2 separate regions of the Macaca mulatta genome follow, and region 1 is linked to region 2. A link is a contact called in public Hi-C data. All regions are on one chromosome and are shown on one strand. The core of a region is the stretch at or near the end of the contact, and the rest is flanking DNA. Distances in the headings are between cores, read along the strand shown.

Evidence for each region. Hi-C and Micro-C count contacts between places; a contact is called where the count stands out from the background.
Region 1: a Hi-C map of fetal cortical plate shows a contact between it and region 2, with 2.4 times the contacts expected there. The contact joins the promoter of ORC3 here to the promoter of AKIRIN2 in region 2. A contact is called at or near these places in 3 of 14 Hi-C or Micro-C datasets (fetal cortex germinal zone, fetal cortical plate and liver).

Annotation. Positions count from the first base shown.
Region 1 is chr4:98,347,523-98,352,816 of T2T-MMU8v2.0, forward strand. ORC3 (origin recognition complex subunit 3) reads right to left here and starts at 2,443. Exons shown (of 19, transcript XR_013416301.1): 1 at 2,386-2,443. RARS2 (arginyl-tRNA synthetase 2, mitochondrial) reads left to right here and starts at 2,584. Exons shown (of 22, transcript XR_013416302.1): 1 at 2,584-2,655.
Region 2 is chr4:98,238,332-98,244,165 of T2T-MMU8v2.0, forward strand. AKIRIN2 (akirin 2) reads left to right here and starts at 3,684. Exons shown (of 5, transcript XM_015136918.3): 1 at 3,684-4,505. The coding sequence starts at 4,271.

The DNA.
Region 1 (5,294 bases), core at 1,193-3,692, 110 kb after region 2:
AGGCTAGAGTGCAATGGCACAATCTCGGCTCACTACAACCTCTACCTCCAGAGTTCAGGCGATTCTCCTGCCTCAGCCTCCTGAGAGGCTGGGATTACAGGCGCCCACCAACATCCCAGGCTAATTTTGTATTTTAGTAGAAATGGGGTTTCACCATGTTGGTCAGGTTGGTCTCGAACTCCTGACCTCAGATGATCCACCCACCTCGGCCTCCCAAAGTGTTGGGATTACAGGCATGAGCCACCGCACACAGCCCTGTGCCTTATATTCTTGTATCTGCAACTAGCAGAAGTTTGTGAAATAACATACATATTTAGAAAAATCACGTGGTACCATGACAAACCTGTCATTGCCTTCTTTTCAAATCCACCTGCAATTCAGTAAAGAAGAAAGGAGCTTCAAAGGAACACGGTATGAGGAGTGACCAGAAAGGATCTTAATACAGGGCAGTGGTAGTAACATGGTTAACCATTTGGAACTGCTGGTCAAGTGATGGTGTTTGAGATAGAGGAAGGCCAACAGCCAGAAAATTTCATGAGGAAAGAGACATTAAAATGTTTTGATACGTTTAAGGGCCGGGCATGGTGGCTCACGCCTGTAATCCCAACACTTTGGGAGGCTGAGGCCGGGGGATCACCTGAGGTCTGGAATTTGAGACCTGCCTGGCCAACATGGTGAAACCCTGTCTCTACTTTTACAAAACTAGCTGGCTGTGGTAGCGCGTGTCTGTAATCCCAGCTACTCGGGAGGCCGAGGTGGGAGAATAGCTTGAATCGGGGAGGTGGAGGTTGCAGTGAGCCGAGATCGCGCCACTGCACTCCAGCCTGGTAACAGAGCGAGACTCCGTCTCAAGAAAAAAAAAAAAAAAAGCTTACAGTTCCATCAACTCATGAAATAGTTCTTAAAGCTTCTTATACATGTAAGGTCTCATCCCAATACAGACATTTCTGTTATAATACCAAAACGCTTTCCTGAAAAACCTTACTTTCTGCAAGATACATAAAAATAAGAGGTGCTTATGCAATCAACAGGATTAAGGGACAGACCATTCAAAACCTACAGAATATTATAACCAGGACAAAATAAAACCAGTACCAATTCTAATAAAAATACTACTTTTAAATCTCTTCTAGTGTAACCTTAAACCCCAAGACTTGTACTTTCTTCTTGAGATGTAGTCTTTAAAAGCACTGCTTCTCATAAACCATTTTAATCAAAATAAAAAATCAGATCCATGATATAGCCTTCATTAATCCATTGTTTTAACATAGGGAGAATGTAGCTTCTTCATCTGGATTTTTCAGCTTTATCAGACAGCTTAACTTCAGGGGCTTCCCGCTGCACTTATAATAGAACTAAATGTCTTACTTTTCGTGGTCCGGAACAGCGCTGTCCAACAGAACTTTCTGTAATGATAGAAATGTATCTGCACTATCTAAAATGGTAGCTGCAGCCACATGTGATGATTGAGCACTTAAAATGTGGCTAGTGCAACGGAGGAACTGAATTTTTACTTAATTTTACTTTAACTCAAATTTAAATAGCCACATGTGGTTAGTGACTAACACATTGGACAATATAGCTCTAGGGCTTATCCTCTTACCAACTACACTATGTTTTGCAATTTCTTGCCATCTTGGTAGCCAAGATGAGGTCTGTAAGATACCCCCACCACACACACCCGCATCTGCATTACTTTTGCATTCTCATTTTTCATGACGCTCCCACTCTTTGTCTACTTTCTGATTATGATTTTTAAATTCCTCTAATATGCTATTTTATTTCTATCTTCTGGGCCGAAGAACACGTTGTTCTCTCTTCCCTCCTCGCCCTAATCCTTAGCCTAACTTCTCATTTTTCAGGTCTCAGTCAAAGCGTTACTTTCTCCAAAAAGCCTCCGCTAACCCCCGGCAACCTATATTAGGTTCTTCCCACTCTTCTGTTGTCTGTCTAGAACTCTTTTCCTTGCTAACACTTAAAATTTGTGATCATCAGTTTATCTATGTTTACTGACTTTCTTGACTGCAGAAGCTGAATCTGTTTTGTTTACCACTGCATCTCGGTACCTAACGGAGTGCTCGGCTAACAGTATTTGTGAGAGGGAAAAAATGAAAGACTGGGCCACATCATCAGGACATCCGACCTCCAACAACCAGAACTTAAAAATCCTCCTAGCCCCACCACAAGGCAGATCCGCGTCCTCGCTCTGGGCCCAAGCAAAGTTGGCCTCAACTGATCTGGAGCAAGGACGCCTCAGCTCAGTACGCCGCTCCCTCCCTCCCCTCCAGCCAGGGAACGGAGGCCTACATAACCTCCGCTTCATCCCTTCTTCAAAGGGGGAATGAGGCAGCGGTAGAGCCACTGTGAGCGTCGGCCACCACGTACCTTAGACACCGAGGACGTGGCCATGCTCTTACCGGCTCTGCGGATTCCAGATGCACTCGGGATTTCCCGCGCGCCCTCGCGCCTGCAGGGCAGAGGTTAGTGGCGTGTCACGCAGCTTCTTGATTGGCTGGCATCACCCTCCAGGGCGGGCTTCCGGTGCGAGGGGCGGGGCGTTTAAGGAGGTGAGGCGAGGCCGGGACTGGCGGACTGCGGCGCACTTCCCTAGAGGCGGACATGGCGAGCAGCTTTCGCAGGGCTATAGCTTGCCAGGTATGGATCCCGGAGCGCGCAGGGGAGTCCATGCGGAGCTAGGGACCCCAAAGGCCTTTCACTGCTGCGGGCCAGTCCTCAGTCAGCTGGAGGGTGGGTCCTACAGAGTTCTGTTACTTTCTACCACCTCCTCCCCCTTCTCTGGAGCTGGTAGGGCTCCAGAAGTCCTGTGGGGGGTCGGCTGGGATCAGTTTGTCTTGGTGAAAAGTAAACTTTGAAAGGTACCTGGTGCTTCACTCCTTCCCACCCCACAGCTTAGTATGCTTTACCTGGGTGGAAAATCAGTAGACCATGATGAGACCCCATAGAAGTTAGTGTTCTTTACACTTTAATGACGTTAATGATGGATGTGGATTGTTCTTCAGAGGGAACTCATTTTAAAACTGCTTATTTCTCTTGCAGTCACTTAGGTAGTCAACCCTAGAATTATTTTTGGTAATTCCCAAAGATATATGAGCTATCTGAGACTCAGTTTTTCTTGGTTCAGGGTCATATTTGAACACCTCTGTTGTGAGGAAGGACTTACAAAGTTACAATATACTTGCTTTGTTTTGTTTTTCCTTTTTGTGGAGAACGGAGTCTCGCCATATTGCCCAGGCAGTCCTCAAACTCCTGGGCTCAAACTGTCGTCCCTCCTCTGCCTCCCTAAGAGCTGGGATTACAGGCATGAGCCACTGCGCTGGGCAAAATTGCAGTATAAATGTGTAATTCATCAAAAAGAACTTTTTAGGACTCACTGGCCACCCTTGGAAGGAAACTTTCTGTTGTGGTCTCGACTAACCCATTTCCTTCTGATTAATGGGTGTATTAGTGGACGTAATTAGCCTGATGTATAATTTATCTTAGCTCATTTTTACAGTGTTTCTAGACATTTGTGGGGAAATCCCTCTGCCTTGTCTTTATGCTTATAGATATACTGCCCTGTCCAGTGATAATTCGCCAAATATCACCAATATGACATTTTGTTAAGACAGCTGAATTTATTGCTTACTGGGATAAGAAAGAACACTGCTTAGAGCTTTGGTAGTGTATTAAACTGGGAAAGCAAGGTCAGATTTTACTGATGGGTACGGCTTAAGGCTGGTCTTTCAGAGGCAGAGGGTAGGAGGATGTTGGAGGAAGATGGCTTGATTAGGATTGGAAACTGATCTGATACAGCAGTTTAAGATTGGTAGCAAAAGCAAAGACTGCAAGGAGCCTTAAGGCATAAACTGTTGAGGTTTTCTAAATTGGAAGAACTAATAGACCTGGCATGTGGCTCAGCTGCCTATAATCCCAGCACTTTGGGAGGCCGAGATGGGAGGATGGCTTGAACCCGGGAGTTTGAGACCAGCGTGGACAACATAGGGAGACCTCGTATCAACAAAAATTTGTTTTAAAAAGTAGCTAGGCCTGATGTGCACCTCTGTAGTCCTAGCTGCTTGAAAGGCTGAGTCTGGAGGATCACTTGGACGGCCCCACGAGTTTGAGGCTACAGTGAGCTGTGATTGTGCCACTGCACTCCAGGGGGGCCACAGAGTGAGACCCTGTAAACAAAAAATAAAAGTAAATCCTGTGAAAAGCTAATAGATTTATCATGAAGTTGTTATAATGAATGATTAAGTTATTTGGGCAGAAGTCTTCTAGAACAGTAAAGTTATGCCAATGAGACAAAGAAATAATAAATTCTTGTTAATGTAGACAGTAAACCATATCATGGCAGGTAGTTTTGGACCTTAGTATATAAGCTGTGTGTAAGGGTAGATGGTTTCCATTCTTAGCCCTTAGATCAAGGTAGTGCCATGATGAGAAACAAATTGTGTTTAGTTTTGCAAAGACTGTGTTCTTTGTAAAGAATGTAAATTGGGCCAGGCATGTGGCTCACACTTGTAATCCCAGCACTTTGAGAGGCCAAAGTGGGGGATCCCTTGAGCCGGGACGTTCAAGACCAGCCTGGACAACATAGGGAGACCCCCACCTCTACAAAAAATAAAAAATGCAACTTAGGTGTAGCGGCACATGCCTGTGGTCCAGGCTCCTTGGGAAGCTGAGGTGGGAGGATCATTTGGGCCCAGGTGGCTGAAACAGCAAGCTTTGATTGCACCACTGCACTCCAGCCTGGGGAACAAAGTGAGACCCTGTCTCAAAAAAAAAAAAAGGTAATTTGGAGAAACAAGAACTAATATATCAAGTATATATTTGTTCTAATTACTACACATTCACATTTAAGCTCATGGCAGCCCTATGATATAGAAGCATTAACCTTATATAATTGAGTGAGTTGAGATCCACAGAGATTAAATAACCTACCCAAAGCCACATCATCAATAAATTGTAGAGTTGGTTTATCAACAGAAATCTAACTTTAAAATTATATCTTTCCTATATACTGTGCTGTTTGTGAAAGCAAGAAGCATAATCCAATCATTGAACAGAATCTAATGGATTTATACAGCAGTGTAAATTATGCAGATATATATCTGTTTCTCTGAATATAGAGTTATTGGGTAATGATCTGAAACTTGAGGATAAATAAGAATATTTTCAATACATTAGGACATGGGGAGACAAGAGCAAAGAAGAAAAATGTTCAGTACAGTTTGAGCATCCCAAAGCTGGAAATCTAAAATGCTCCAAAATTTGAAACTTTTTGAGTGTGG
Region 2 (5,834 bases), core at 2,434-4,933:
ATAAATACTTTTGTACATTTTTTTTTTTTTTCAACAGCTTCCTTCTATTCTAAAAGGGTTGCTATAGTATTTTAGCAGATCTATAAAGGAACAAGGATAATGTGGGCCACTGAGGATAGTGTGATTAAAAAATATTTAAGAAATATTCAATGGATATTTACTGAAGCATGCAAGGTATTATACTATTGGTAAGGAGCTAACATAATGGTAGGAGAGGCAGATTCATGAACAGAATTTTATTGCAATGTGGTGAGGATAATGATGAAAACATGCAGATAGGTGTCTCTTTCTCTGTGAGGCTATAAAACTAACTTGGCTTTGAAACACTGGGGAAGGCTTCCTGGAGGAGTTAATGCCTGGCTTGAGTCTTAAAATATAAGTAGGCAAAAAGTGTGGAGCAGAGAGCCTGAGCAAAGACATAGGGGAACAGGGAAGGGTCTCCCTTGTCTTTTTAGTTTCTGAAGTAGCTTCCTGAGTCATTGGTAGAAGGGGAGGCACCCAAGCCCTGTCACTGCTTAATCTTGACAGCCTTTTGCAAATATGCTGTGCAGCGGTGACCGCACAGGCAGCTATTATGACTAAACTATCAAGTTTACCAGATATCCCCCACCACCTTTAAGTACAACAACACTTTGCTGGCTGGGTGCAGTGGCTCAGCCTATAATGCTAGCACTTACTGAGGCCAAGGTGGGAGGATCGCTTGAGGCCAGGAGTTTGAGACCATCCTCAGCAACTTAGACCTCTGCCTCTACAATTAAACAAAACAACACTTTCCTCATTTTCTAGGCATTCTGGTATATTTCAAATGATAGCCTGATAACCACAATCCTCTCTGTATTAGTTTCTTACAGCTGCCATAACAAAGTACCACAAACTGGATGGCTTAAACTATAGAAATTTATTGTCTCATAGTCTAGAGAACAGAACTCTGAGAAGGTGTTTTCAGGGTTGGTTCCTTCTGAGGACTGTGAGGGAGAACAGCTTCTCTCCTAGCTTCTGGTGTTCTGCTGGCAATCTTTGGTATTCCTTGGCTTGTAGAAGCATCACCCTAATCTCTATTTTCATGTTCATGTTCATGTGGGTCAAAATTCCCTTGGGCCCATGCCTGGGTCCAAATTCCCACCCCTACCTCACTCTCCCCTTCACCCTGTCCTTTTTCTTTTTTTTTGAGACAGGTCTGGCTATATCACCCAGGCCGGAGTGTGGTGGTGTGATTACAGCTCACTGCAGCCTCGACCTTCTGGGCTCATGCAATCCTCTCACCTCAGCTGCCCTGAGTAGCTGGGACCACAGGTGTCCACCATCATGCCTGGTTAATTTTTTTTATTTTTGTAGAGATTAGGTTTCTTATTATTGCCCAGGCTAGCCCTCAAACTCCTGGCCTCAAGTGATCCTCCCACCTTAGCCTCCCAAAGTGCTGGGATTACAGGTGGGAGCCACCACACCCAACCCAAATTTCCCTTTTTTCTAAGAATACCAGTCATATTGGATTAGGCGACCATCCTACTACATTTAGCTAATTACATTTGAAATAATCCTATTTCTAAGTACAGTCATATTCTAAGGTACTGGAGGTTAGTACTTCATATGAATTTTGAGGGAACACAATTCCCTCAAACATAGGGAATTTAACTCACAACATCACATTTCCAATGTAGGTTTTACAACTTAAGGGCAAATCTTAATTTCAGAAAATATTACCAAGAATGTAAATGCTTTATCTGATTTCCACAAACCAATCTTTTTCTACCTATTTACATAAAATATATACATTCTGTTAATTTCACAGTATTATGAATTTCATAGTGTTTAGAATTTAGTAGAAATTTACCTAGTAGGTGTCTTAGTTAAGCTGCTATTTCATTAAATGCTTATCTTTTTCAAAAGATTTTCCAAATGTAGGAAATGTAGGATATTTCGAAATATCCTAAATTAAAACTAGAAGGGCTTGCTTGTTGACACAGTGTGATCAGGACTGCTGATCTCTGAAGCACTGGACAATTCTATAAAACAATATATTGAACTCCTTCCAAATATGGTTTAAAAATAATAGACAAAATGGCTATAAAACATCTGTTACTGAATAAATGAGAATATATGAGCATTGGAAATCAGTGTTTATAATCATTTGACAGTTGGCATTCACAAAATTGTTTCGTATTGCACTGGTGATAGTTTCTACATATATCACTTTGTTTTTTTTTTTGAGAGGAAGTCTAGCTCTGCCACCCAGGCTGGAGTGCAGTGGCTTGATCTTGGCTCACTGCAACCTCCGCCTCCCGGGTTCAAGCGATTCTTCTGCCTCAGTCTCCTGAGTAGCTGGGACTACAGGCCCGTGCTACCACGCCCGGCTAATTTTTTGTATTTTTAATAGAGACAGGGTTTCACCATGTTGACCAGGCTGGCCTCGGACTCCTGACCTGGTGATCTGCCTGCCTCGGCCTCTCAGTGCTGGGATTACAGGCGTGAGCCACCGCGCCCGGCATCCCTTTCTTTTCTTTTCATTTTTTTTGAGACAGAGTCTCGCTCTGTCACCCAGGCTGGAGTGCAGTGGCACCATGTCGGCTCACTGCAACCTCCACCTCCTGGGTTCAAGCGATTCTCCTGTCTCAGCCTCCCAAGTAGCTGGGATTACAGGCGCGCGCCACCACGCTCGGCTAATGTTTGTATTTTTAGTAGAGACGGAGTTTCACCATGTTGACCAGGCTGGTCTCGAACTCCTGACCTCAGGCAGATCCACCTGCCTCGGCCTCCCAAAGTGCTGGGATACCAGGCGTGAGCCACCATGCCCCGCTACATGATCACTTTCTAAATTAGTGCTGTATTTGTTTCTTATTTTAGGTATCTGATTAAAAGTACAACTTTTAGAAACACTTTTTTCCCCTCCGCTTACAAAATGGATCCATCCAATATCTGTTACCTAAACGTTTCACTGTCTTTTGATTAGTTTTGTACCAAAATTCACAATATATGCACCAGTATTCAATAGAAATAATGCAATGTCTGATACCACTTGCTTTTTACCCAAAGCAAAACAATTTGATTCTGTAAGTCGTTCAAATCCTATTCATTTTCAGAAGCAAAGCTGGCTTTACGGAATTTAATTAGGGGATGAAGCAGCTACCTGGGAAGGGCAAAGCATCGAGTTCAATCAAGGATCCTGTAACCTGATACTATTACTGTTGTTCTGTCTGCCAGTCCTAAATAGGTTTCATAATCTCCTTATCTCCTATCCTCTCCATGTTAAAGGTCTTGTTTTGGGTACTGTCGATACCGAAATTAATCTAACTTTGACTAGAAATTGGCTTATTATATTTCCCAGATCTTAAATCACTGTGGGAGCAACTATGCGGAGAATCTTAAAAGATTTCTACGTCGCTTAGCTTGCTTTTTCCACCGGTTCTCTTTCCCGTCTCCCAGACTGTCTCAGAACCTTTTCTTTTTTCTCTTTTGCTTAGTTCCTTTCACACTCAAGCTGTGTAAGGGGATTTAAATTCCAACCCGGAACTCGGAATCGCGCGCCTTGCATGACGGAAGTAGTAGTTTCTGTGACTCCTCCCTTCCCGTCTTTCAAGCCGATTCCTCCCCGCAGCTAAAAACTACAACTCCCAAAATGCATCCTCGGTTTGGCCCGCCCCCGTGCGCACGCGCTCTGAGGCCGCCGGATTTGAATCGGCGGCGTTGTTATTGACGCCATATTGGGGCCGGCGGCGGGTGGGAGAGTCCTACGGGGGAGGGGGAAGCGGTTGGACGTGTTCGCTTGCGGTCGTGCTGCCGCAGCCACCTCGCAATCTCTCTGCATCGATCGCCGCTCTCAATCTACTGACCGTACTCGGGCGTATTAGGAGCCGCGTTTCAGCCTCACGCCCCACAGTGCTGTTTTCGACTTCAGAAAGGATCTGGTCTCAGCACAGAAGCGCCTCAGGCGCGGCGCAAAGCTCGAGCGGACGGCGGGGGCGGCCGGAGCCTCTCCCGGGGGAGCTGCGCCTGAGGAGGCGGAAGAGCCCCCCTGACGCGACTGGCGTGTGCTTCTGCCCGCCACCGCCCCTCCCGCTCTCACCCGGGCCGTCCCTGGCCACTGCCCCTGCCGCGGAGGCAGCGGCGGCGGCGGCTCTGTTTTCCACAGCCGGCGCTCTGCGACCCGCTTGGCTCCTGAGCCCGTCGGGTAGGCTCTCCTCGAGTTCCCGCTCTTCCCCCTCTTCCTCGCCCTCTTCCTCTCGTCACCCCTCCCCGACCCCGCCCGAGCCCGGCGCTTCAGCTGCCCCCGGCCATGGCGTGCGGAGCCACTCTGAAAAGGACTCTGGATTTCGACCCGCTGTTGAGCCCGGCGTCCCCGAAGCGGAGGCGATGTGCGCCATTGTCGGCACCCACCTCGGCCGCTGCTTCTCCGTTGTCGGCGGCCGCGGCCACTGCCGCCTCCTTCTCGGCTGCGGCCGCCTCGCCGCAGAAGTATCTCCGAATGGAGCCATCCCCCTTCGGCGACGTCTCCTCCCGCCTCACCACAGGTGGGACCCGGCCCCGCGGCCGCCGGGGTAGTCGAGAGAACAGGGGTCCTGGGGCGTGGGATGCGGCCCCTGGGGTGGGGGTACCGGACTGTGTGGTTCTCGTTCTTAGCAAAGTAGTAGGGCAGCCACATTTTTCATTAGGTCCTCGTAGCCCGAGGACCTAATAAGACACAATAGAAATGGGCTGATGTCAAGGGGGTAGTGTTTGGAGGTGGGTAGGGGCTTTGCCTTGTCGGTATTGGGTAGAACAGGGACATCTTTTTCTTTGGGCCGAATGATTGGAATTGTTTCCGTAGTCGCTGGAGACTCAGCGGAAATGATCAGAGAGGGCGATATTATTCGTAAATTTAGGCGAAAGGGTCACATTTCGCCCCAATCTCAATGTGTGCTTGCCGTAATCGATTGGTTGCAGCTATTAACTCTGGGACTGGGTGGTTTGAGGCGAGGCTACAGCCCCTCCTCCAGTTCAGACATGGCTGATTTTAGTATAGTGGGGGTGGGGGGTGGGGATGGATGTCACTGGGGCGAGATCTAGGCCTGTCATTAATCACCCACAAGAACGCCACTTTGGCTGAGTCAAGACCTGTTTCCCTAGCAGGGTCAACAACAAAGAAAACGCTCTTCCCGAGTACTGTAATATGATCATACTGTACATCTAGACCTTGAGAAATCTTGAACTTTTAATAAGTATATTGCATTGAAAATTGGGGCTGAGGAGTTGTTTTTATTTGGAAATGCTTTATTTTTGCCCAACAAAGTATGTTGGGAGAAAACAACCTAGCCTTGAGGATAATGAAGAAATCAACCCAGCATTCCAAGGGACTAAAGACTTTTGCTTTTCATCTTGAAACATTTCCTGAGAGAGACTATGGGGAATGTCTTTTGGCTGCTTTGTAGGGCATGTGTATGCCCAGTTTTTTCTGTACTTTGAAATCCTTGTGTGCCCCTGGCACAGTCCTAGGATAGGCTTTTGTGGATTGAAGTGTAAATGTTTCCTTTGTGTGTAGCATGCAAAGATTTCTGTGTGAGCCTTTAGTAATAATATCACCCTTTAAACAAAGCCTTTTCATAGCTTGATTTAAATGTCTCATTATCATTAGCTTAAAAAAGTGAAGTATATACCTCTATATTTGGTGACTTCCATTTGAAACTGACTTTAGTGTTTTTTTTTAATGTCACATTTTGAAATATTTTCTAAATCCATGGAGTGACCCTCGAATATGCAAGCTACCATTTTTGCTATTAAATATTTGATCTAATTTAAGGACATACTGTTTCAGAGTTGTAGTGAGTTGTCACGGAAATTCTCGGATAAATTTATTTAATGAC